Linked DNA regions of Rattus norvegicus: region 2 is linked to region 1. Evidence: chromatin contacts called from public Hi-C data. All regions are on one chromosome and are shown on one strand. The core of a region is the stretch at or near the end of the contact, and the rest is flanking DNA. Distances in the headings are between cores, read along the strand shown.

Region 1 (4,831 bases), core at 1,009-3,508:
CTCAAACATGCCCAGAGAGTAACATTTAGTATTTTTAAAGAATTATCATTTTTTTCTCATGATTTACTAAAACAGAACACCTATTGGAAAAGAATCCACTTTTTGGGGGGCAACAAAGGAAGCTATTTCTATTATGAGATGGGGGAATGCTGTGGTAAACCTTTTTTCAAAAAATTATTTTTATATAAAAAATATTTTTATATAAAACGAAGTATGCTAAACAACTCTTTGAGGGGAATATGGATAGTATTTAGGATGTGCTCTTTCAACTGTTCAAGATCTTAAACTAGCTTCTCAGGTTAAGAGTGAAAAAATGACATATAAGAAAGGCTTTACTGGCCAGCCTGGAGGCACATGCCTATAATCCCAGCACTTAGGAGCCTGAGGCAGAAGACTACCATTAAGTATCTGGCCAACTGTGGGGGTTGAAGAGGGGAGCTTCATTAATTATTTGAGTTTTTAAAATAATTACAAAGGTCTGAAGTAGTTGTTCAGTTAAATATAACTTATAATTATTTCCTGTGTTATTCAATCATGTGAGAAATTATGTATTGTTAGGTTCTCTCTCTCTCTCTCTCTCTCTCTCTCTCTCTCTCTCTCTCTCTCTCTCTCTCTCTTCCTCTCTCTCTCTCCCAAGTATTAGAAAGCAAGTTAGAGCCTGAGGCAGGGTTGTTTATACCCAAGAGTTCAAGGTCAGCTTGAGCAACACAGTAAGGCACTGTCTTGATGGATGGATGGACGGATGGTCAGATGGATTTACTGAATACAGTAACCACTCCGTGAAATATAGGAAGACAACAACAAAGGCAGTAATGCCCTTGCTTTCACCAGCCTTTCTTAGTTCTCTCATTCTCTCCAGGCACACAAGCCACTTCTGAATCTTCACTTTCTTGCTAACATTATTTTGAATGTGCTGACCCTCCGTACTTAGGCATTGACACTTTCTTGGTGTCGGTAGGTAGCCAGGGCGATGTCTTTAAGTGAGACAGAATCAAAGATTTCTGAGAAGTGGGGGACTGAACCTATTGAAGCCTGCAAGGTCCAGGCAGGCCTGTTATCCCACCCACCATTCCGTAGGCTGAGACAGAAAGATTCAGACTTCAAGGCCAAACCAAGTGATAAGGGGAAAAACCTGCCTCAAAAAAAGAACTCAAACAAAACAAAGTGGCTGGAGGCCAGAACACCTTCCTAGGTAAGTGGTGCTCCAAACTCTTTAGGGTAAGATTCTAACTAAGCAAAACATTCAGGATGGTCAAGTCGGCCAACTGTTTGTTATGTCTCAAATGCTGACAATCAGTGAAACCTAAACTCGCCAACAGCTGTGTCCGCACAATTTCTTTCTAATGTTGCTAAATCACCTCCCTTCTGATCCTACTGACTCCTTTAAAGTAAACAGAGGTTATTAAGGGAGCCACCCCAAAAGTGGATCAAAACATCCATTTAAAAACCAACAGAAAGGGTCTTTCCGAAGCGTCTCAGGAAGAAAATTATTTACTCTTAGTTATAAAATTTTACTCTATTTACAGGTACAAATATTTGCACTTCAAGCAACTGAAAGGGACTGCAAACGTAAAACAAAAAAGGACAAACCCTAGGATTTATTAAGGTGACAACTAATTATAAAACACAGTCCGCCTTAAACTATTCGTCCAGCATTCCCATATAATCAATAATACCTGGCTCATTCTCGAAACATCATGTGGGCAAGCCCCGATTGAGACCGGGCGCAGAGAGAGAAAGAGGGAGAATGAGAACGCGAAGTTGCTGGTGAGGATAAAAACGGAACAGTCCGAGAAATCTGCAGTTTGTTTTGCCTCCCTAAGGAGCCCATGATTGTCCCCCTTTTCTCTATCCCCGATACATGTGTCATCTTTCTGTCGCAGCTCTATACTCCTCCATCCACTTCTGACCACAGCCACGAATTCGGAGAACCAGTGAGGGCTACCCCTGTGTCCTGGCCGAGGGTGGAGAGGATGCACTCAGAGACTAGAAGTCGGGCACTACAAGTTCTCCTTGACAGGGATAAGGGATGATGGGGTGAAGGGAGCGGAGGACAGAGTCCCCTCAGCATATCGCCAACAGCATCACTAAGACAGCAGTCCCCGGCGGACTTGAAAAGTGACCAGATCTCGGAGCTTCTCGAAAGGCTCGTCCCCAAAACGTGCCGGCTCCCCCTCCCCCTCAACCCCTGTCTCCGCACGGCGATCAAAATCCTCACACTCACCCGTCCGCGCTCCAGCTTTAGCAGCAACTCGGAGAATGCCGCCCACCTCTGACAACCATAGAGACGCAGAAGCCGTGGAGCCCAGCTCTGCCTCCTCCGCCCACTCTCACGTGACTCCCTTAGCCGCTGGGCCTGTCGGGATCTTGATGAAACAGAGCGGGGAGGAACCGGGGTGGGGGGGAATGGGGAGGGGCGGAGAAGCAACCCCGCCCTACCCTGGGGCCGGTCCACCCTTCGGATCCGGCCCCGAGTCGAGACTCCGCCCTCGCCTGGGGGCCTGCCCTGTCCTCGGCCCCACCCACATGATCGCGCAACTCCAGCGCTGAAGGCGGGAAAGCTGGCTGGTTTGCAAAATCCCTCCTGCATTCCTTTGCTGATTTTGTTTCTCTGGTGTTCAAGTGCACCTCTTCTGTGCCTCTTTCTAGTTAAATCCCGCCCTTCCGTAAGTGAGAAAGAGATAACGAGGTTCTTCCCACCAGTCTAGAGGCTTCCACTGTTTTTTTTTAGAAACATCTTTTATTTATCCTTTGACAGTTTCATAAGATATAATGTATCTTAATCCTATCCACCTCCAGTTCACTCTCACTCCTTGCAGACCGTCCCCAACTAGTCTCCTAGCACTTGGAACTTAGGGGCTAGTGTGGGTTACTTAGTGTCAAATTATGAAAAAGAGTTTAGCAGGTAAGGAATCTTACTACCAAGCTGGATAACCCATATTTGAGTCCCAGGACACCTACTGTGGAAGCAGAGAACTGACTGATGCAAGCTGTTCTCTAACCTTCAGATTCATGCTGTGGAACAAACAGACAGACTTGGAAGAAGGGAGGGAGATAGGGAGAGAGTAAAAGTCTTCTCTTGAGAAGCTTCTCTTGTTAGCTCCAAAACTTGTAAATTTCACATTGCATCATAAATACCATAGAACACTTTGGAGGCTCACGGGGCAAATTAACTCTTTATCTGAACAAGGTAAAGAGAAAAATCATCAATATATAAGTTGTTGAATAAAGTTTTTCTTTTTTTTTTTTTTCCCTTTTTTTCGGAGCTGGGGACCGAACCCAGGTCCTTGCGCTTGCTAGGCAAGCGCTCTACCACTGAGCTAAATCCCCAACCCCTGAATGAAGTTTTTCAGCCAGATGTGGTAGCATACAACTGTAATCTCAGCGTCTGAGAGGCAGAGGCACTAGGATCAGGTGTTCAAAGCCATACTTAGTTACGTAGTGGGTTTGAGGCTAGGCTAGTATGGGCTCTATAAGATCCTATCTGAATAACCAAACTAAACATAAAAATCCATCAAGATCAAGCAAGCAAGGCAATGGTTAAGTTGGGCATGCTGGTATATATATGACCATAACCTCTGTAGAGAGGGAGGCAGAAGGATCAGGAATTGTCCTTAGGTTGTCCTCAGCTACATACATAGCATATTGTTCTCTAACCTCCACCCACAAACACACCGTGGCAGATGTGCCACCCCACATACACATAAGAATAGTAAATAAACATTAGAAGAAATATCCACGTATCCCTTCCCTGACCCACACCAGTAGTTCCTAAGCCACGTTGATAATCAAATGCCTCACACTTATCTGGAGAGTTTTTTCGGTTTTTGGTTTTTGGTTTTTGGTTTGTTTGGTTTTGTTTGTTTGTTTTTGTTTTTGTTTTTTGGGTTTTGTTGTTGTTGTTGTTGTTGTTGTTGTTGTTTTGAGACAGGTCTTTCTATATAGACTGTTCTCAAACTAATGGTAATCTTCCTGCCTCAGCCTCCAAAGGGCAGGGGTTGTAGGCATGCACCACCATGCCTGGCTCAGGGTAAAAAAAACAGATTTCTGGATATACTCACTGGACTAGAATGGTGTTCGGAAATCTGGATTTTCACTGTACCATATGATTTCCATGTAAATGTTGAATAGGAAAAGAAATGCCATAGAATGAAATATCCCTATTTTGCCTTCAGTATAGTGAAGTACATTATACTGGAAGCTCTGTGCTATCAAGAGAGATTTTTTTTTTCCTTTCAATTGGGCTAACATATAAATTGCATGCTTTCAAGCGTTTCCTACTTACCTATTTTTATCACATACGTAAAAGTAACAATTCCAGGTATTGCCCACAGCAGGCTCAACTTATTACACCACTGTGAAAAGCGAGTCTCTCCTGCAACAGACGTCTGAGTGAATGAAGCGTCATTTCGTAAAACTTTCATTCAATTTCTTTCAAATGAACTCAAGAGAGTCCCCATCTTTCATTGTATTTATCTTCAGAGTTTTAGAAATGATAGTCTTTAAAAACCTATGCAGACTTCCAAAGTTTTCCTCTGTTTGCTGTAGTGCTGGGGATTGAAAGCAAACTTTGTACATTCTAGGAAGCCCTCTAGTACTGAGCTGTTTCCCACAAATTCTTATCGAGAAGCTATTATGTTCCAGTATCATTTAGAAGTAAGTCCTTAGTTGCTATTGTAGTGTGTGCGTTCTTTCCCGATAATTATGGCCAGAAATAATTATATTAAATAAGTAAAAAAACCTTAAAAATCATAAATGTTCCTTTCTTTTTACCACAAAGGAAGCAAGGAAGACTAGCTAAATCGATACATAAGTTTTTTTTTTTAAATCT
Region 2 (5,255 bases), core at 423-2,922, 41 kb before region 1:
AAATTCACAATTCAGAATGTGTAAACTGTGACAAACTTCAAAGTCTTTTATAATGAGGCAAAGTCAATTTTCTGGGCTCGCACAAGATGCTGACAGTGTAGAAAATAAGACTTCAATAGCCCAAGCTTTATAAAACATCTGGAACACTGAGGATGTGACCATGATCTTCAGTGTGACAGCTCCTGTGTCCTGTAAGGCGGCGTGTGAACAGTAATCGACTTTATCTTCCTAGCTTTCATGTCCTTTGATCACATATTCCTTGGCCTCCACTAAGTCTAATCTTTTTATAATCAACGTTTCAGATTTCAGCAACGTCTCATGCAATTAGCGTTGGGTGAGGTCTGATACTTTGAACTGGTATGCAAAATTCCTGAGAATTACAATGCTAAGGTAGGAGTGGCTGCACAGGTTTGTAATCCCAGAGCGGGGTGTGTGTGTGTGTGTGTGTGTGTGTGTGTGTGTGTGTGTGTGTGTGTGTGTGTGTGTAGAAGTCAGCTGAACTCTTCAAACTCCAGGTTACCGTGAGACCCTATCTCCTAAAGCTAGGTGGACAGAGCAAAGATGACTCTTGGCCTCTACATGTCCACACAAATCTGCTCAAATCTGTCCACATACACACATACGTACACACAAAGGGGAAAATGACGGTGCTTCATAAGTCTGGGCCACGATGGCTACCAGATACCTAAATTCAATACTTTTAAAAATTAAAAATATTTCATAGGCCCCTCCCCATTCTCCTTCAAATTCAAATCACAGCCTCTGTTCTCATTAAAGGTTATCACACGCCATGTGTGTCGTTACTTGTACATAGTACATTTGCAGGCTGGACAACAATAGGTGTGCTCTTCTGGGGGGCGGGCACCTGTCCCGATCCAGCCTTCCTCAGTTGCCGCTGGTCCTCTACAGCCCTTGTGGGCTGGCACGTCGGTCCCCTGATGCCATCCTCTAAGCTCAATACTTTTGAGTAATCACGACTCATCAGCTGTCTCCAACCCAAACAGACTTTCCAAATGGACTGCAACTTACATCACTTTGCTCCTCAGCCATGTTCACCAAAGCTTCGAGGTCCTTCATTAGCAGGTTAAGCTAATCACAGCAGTAGGAAAGCCAAGGCGAGCGAACCGTGAGCACAGTACCTCAGGCACTGCTTTTGCTGCACACTATTTATTTCGTTGCCCAATCCTAACGAGTTCACAGAGGCACAGTTTGGCAAGCGACAGCCTTCAGGCCATGTCCAGCCAACTCACTTTCTTTTCCTTAGATCTCCAGGGAGAAGAGTGGTATTTATTGCATTGCTGTTGAATCAGCTAAGCCTTAATATTTACTATTTGTGGGGTTGGGGATTTAGCTCAGTGGTAGAGCGCTTGCCTAGCAAGCGCAAGGCCCTGGGTTCGGTCCCCAGCTCCAAGACTCTATCCCTATGGCAAATTAAAAAAAAAAATTGGCTATCCCCTATACAACAGCATACATAGTTCTAAATGTCCTCAAAAACTGTACTGGTTTGAAAGAGCTTAGATTTCTAAACCCTGTGCAAGCTAATACAGGAGACATTAACTTTGTAACAACATAGGCAGCTCATGTTTAACTCCCACACAACGCCCAACACCAAGGGCTAGCACAATCCCTTTTTGAAACCACAGGAAATGAATACTTCAAGTTAATAGATTGTGTGCTTAAGGTCTATCCCAACTACTTCCCACGGCTCTTCCAGCTGGGAAACTATCACCAGGGAATGAGTGTGCTCTGCCTGTATGATTTCTTACGAACGATGACGTCTGAATTGAACCTAATTTTTACATGCTGTAAATATTCTCGTGTTCCTCCTCCCCTTAAAAATGTACAAATACATTCTCTGTTTTATGGGCCATAAAGAACCAGGGAGTTGGCTGTAGTTGGTCTGCTCTGCAAGAACAGGACTGCAGGACATCAAAAGTAAAAGCAGACATAGTGAAACTGTAAACAAACCAACAATCAATACAAGCAGAGCACAGGAGGTGCACAGAAAAGAACAGTGCTGCAGACTCAGTTATGGGTCACTGACGGAAAGTGTTCTTTTTTAAATTTTATTTATATGAGTGCACTGTAGCTATCTTCAGACACACCAGAAGAGGGCATCAGATCCCATTACAGACGGTTGTGAGCCACCATGTGGTTGCTGGGAATTGAACCCAAGACCTCTCTGGAAGTCTCTTAACCACTGAGCCATCTCTCCAGCCCTGAAAGTGTTCTTTATAGGCAAGATTGTCCTTAAAACTGTAAAGTGTGATTCTCAAGGGAACACAGAGGCCAGGATACCTGAGATATACAGTGAGCCCTGCTTCTCCATTCACATTTTGATTCCCCTGTGTAGAGGAAGCCACAAGATAAAAAGTCAGCTGGGTTGGTACGGTAGAAAGGACGGAGGCCAACCTTACCATAGGGCGTGCTTCTGCCCCGACTCCTTTGTTCACGGAACTTTTACCCACAGGCCACACTTCTAGTACTTGCACCACACAACGACTGAGAAAGAGTTTTGGTTTCATTTTTTGGGGACAGGGCTTCTCTGTGTAGCCCTGGCTGTCTGGAACTCAAGAGATCCACGGGCCCCTGCCTCCTGAGTGTTGGCTGGGGTTAAAGGCGTGTGCTACCATGGCTGGTGAGAAACAGTTTTTACTATAACGGAGTCGCCATCCCATGCAAGGATGGTGGTGATGCATCACCTTCACAGTGGGGGTGACACACGTTCAAGGAGCACACTACGTGTGGGTCCTTTTAATGTGCTTCACACTCACCCATGGCTCCTCTCTAGACAGTTCTGATATTTAGTACACAAGTATTCTTAGGCACCTTTTCACACTGAAACTCATCAGCTCATGTCAAATGGTTTAATTTGGGGGCCTTGGATAGTCCGTGTTTTAAGATATTTTAAACAGTTCTAAAACTAGGACTCTCACAGATTTCGAACCTCTGGGAATCCTGGGATATTCACGTGTGAAGTCATGACAAGACAAGGCTGAAATTGGAACGGTTGGCTGGAGAGCAGCCGAAGACAGAACTCTAAGCAACCGAAATCTACCGCCTTTACTCTTCACCTCACGCAGAAGCAGCAGATTTTATTTTGCTGAATCAACATCCTGGCTAATGAATTCCTGCTAATGAGCATATGAAAGTGAAGCCAGTTTCCACCCCATGGGTGACAAAGATCTTTCTCCTTAGGCCAGAGGTGGGTAATCCAGGCAGAGGCTCTGTCACAGCTGAGCCAGGGCCTGTTTCCTCACTGGTAAGTGGGTTGAGCTAGAGTTTCACTGTGTACCTGTGGCTGCCCTGAATTATCCCCCACCCCCATGTGTGTATGTATGTGGGGATGGGGGTAGATTTGAGACAGTTTTTCTGTGTAACCCTGGCTGTCCTGAAACTTGCTTTGTAGTTCAAGCTGGCCTTGAACTCACAGAGATCATCTGCCTCCCAAATGCTGGGATCAAAGGCAGGCTCCAACACCAACTGGCTTGAAACAGGAATCTACTGCCTTTACTCTTCACCTCATGCAGGAGCAGCAGATTTTATTTGCTGACTCAATGAATTCATTTGCTGGCTAATGAATTCTTGCTAATGAGCAAATGAAAGTGAGGCCACTTTCTGGTTAGATCTCATTTCACTGCATCAGAATCTCCCTTCTGATTCTCAGAAGAGCACTTGTTCGTTATTCCAGCTTCCTGTGAGGACAAGAAGGGTGCTTGGTGTACAGCACTCACAGTAGCTATTCAGTTTATGTAGGACGTCTTTCGGTAATTAAGGGGGTGGGGGCCCCGTGGTAGAGTGCGTGTGCTGCATGCAGAAAGCCTTGCGTTCAGTTCCCACTATCACAAAAACAAACAAACAAGGAACAGCTATGGAGTCAAAGCCCGGAGTGTATCAAGGCAACTGGAAAATATAATTGTTTTCAAAGGAATAAACACAATATCCCTAAGTGAGGACACAGTCTTCTGTGGCCTGTCTTAAAAGTGTTGGTTAATTTTCATTGTCACACTGGAAGCAAATTATATTTTTTAACGTCGTTGATAGAAATGAGATTTTTATTTGGATGGTAATTGCCTTACAGGCATAAAGATGTTTTGCTGTCATAAAAACATGGGAAAACATTTGCAAGCATCTTTCTTCTGCATACAGTCATGCTCAGCTTTCTTCCTTCCCACGTCACAAAACACGCTGCCAAGGTGAGTTTAAAAGGATCTAAATTTCAGTTTGGACAGCTCAGTAGCTAACGGTGCTGCTGGTCACCAAGCCTGGTCACTTGAGTTTGGTCTTCAGGACCAACCTGGTGGGAATTGAGAACTAATTCCCTGAAGTTATCATTTGGTATGTATACCCTCATTAAATAAATAAAGATATTTAAAAAGAATCTACACTAAAGTTCAATGCAATTAATGACAAGCTTGGTATATCTTATTATAAAATTCTTTGGAAGCAGAAAGCATGAATATATAAGACCCTATCGGGAAATAAAGGAACATTTGAGGTACAATAAAATACATCCTTCTGGTTTCAACATTCATAGTTATTTGGCAGTGTCCTTTTCTAGAACTTTCTGTGTATTTTTCACGTAGCTATGATGCAGAAGACTGAGAGGCATAGTGATAGGGGTAAGCACTGAAAGGCAGAGGAGAGAGATTCTGCAGTACGAGAGACCTGCATCCTTCCACAGGTAAACGGCACCTCGTGCAGGCTTGCTAAGAGCTGTGGGATCAGTGTGGAAGAATGGAGGTGAGACAGAGGGACTCGAAGCCCAGGAGTAGCTCTCTCTTCCACATGGCCATCCTCAAACCCATAGTTTGTGTGGCAGAGCTGGCCGCTCAACAGAGTGAAGAAGAAGGAGGAACTCTGCATCAAATACATTTGTGTTTATTTGCATCCTACCCACAGACCACTGGTGATTTTACCTGGTATTCTCTGTGCACTGGGCTCTGACTGCGATTCACAAGCCGTCTAATAGGGGACTACCACTCAACATCACACTGACATCTAAATGTTGCAGACTCTGGAGCATTCTGGGGTACACTCATAGGTTCAGGTTACTGGTTTATATACTGGATTGGTTTTTAATGCTTTTTACTTCTTTGTGTGGCTTTGAGCCGCTGCTCTGTGGCCTTTTGCATCAATACAAAGTATATCCTTTCACTAGCAACAAGCTACTAGAGCTTCAGTTACCTAGATATGTCTGAACTGCTCTTTTGTGAACTCCAATGGTGCCCAGGGGTGATTACTGTCAGGCTCGT

Evidence for each region. A called contact is a pair of places that touch in the nucleus more often than the background predicts.
Region 2: a contact with region 1 is called in a Hi-C map of the A7r5 cell line, with 2.0 times the contacts expected there. The contact joins the enhancer-like site here to the promoter of Micu1 in region 1. A contact is called at or near these places in 2 of 12 Hi-C or Micro-C datasets (the A7r5 cell line and the Rat2 cell line).

The regions. Positions count from the first base shown.
Region 1 is chr20:28,209,201-28,214,031 of GRCr8, reverse strand. Micu1 (mitochondrial calcium uptake 1) reads right to left here and starts at 2,258. Exons shown (of 12, transcript NM_199412.2): 1 at 2,225-2,258.
Region 2 is chr20:28,249,503-28,254,757 of GRCr8, reverse strand. The region is part of intron 4 of Micu1 (mitochondrial calcium uptake 1); the gene reads right to left. Among named protein-coding and RNA genes, the nearest start is that of Micu1, 40 kb to the right of the region's middle. Within about 2 kb of position 1,672, at least 12 of the 93 cell types and tissues checked have an H3K27ac peak or open chromatin away from gene starts, as enhancers often do.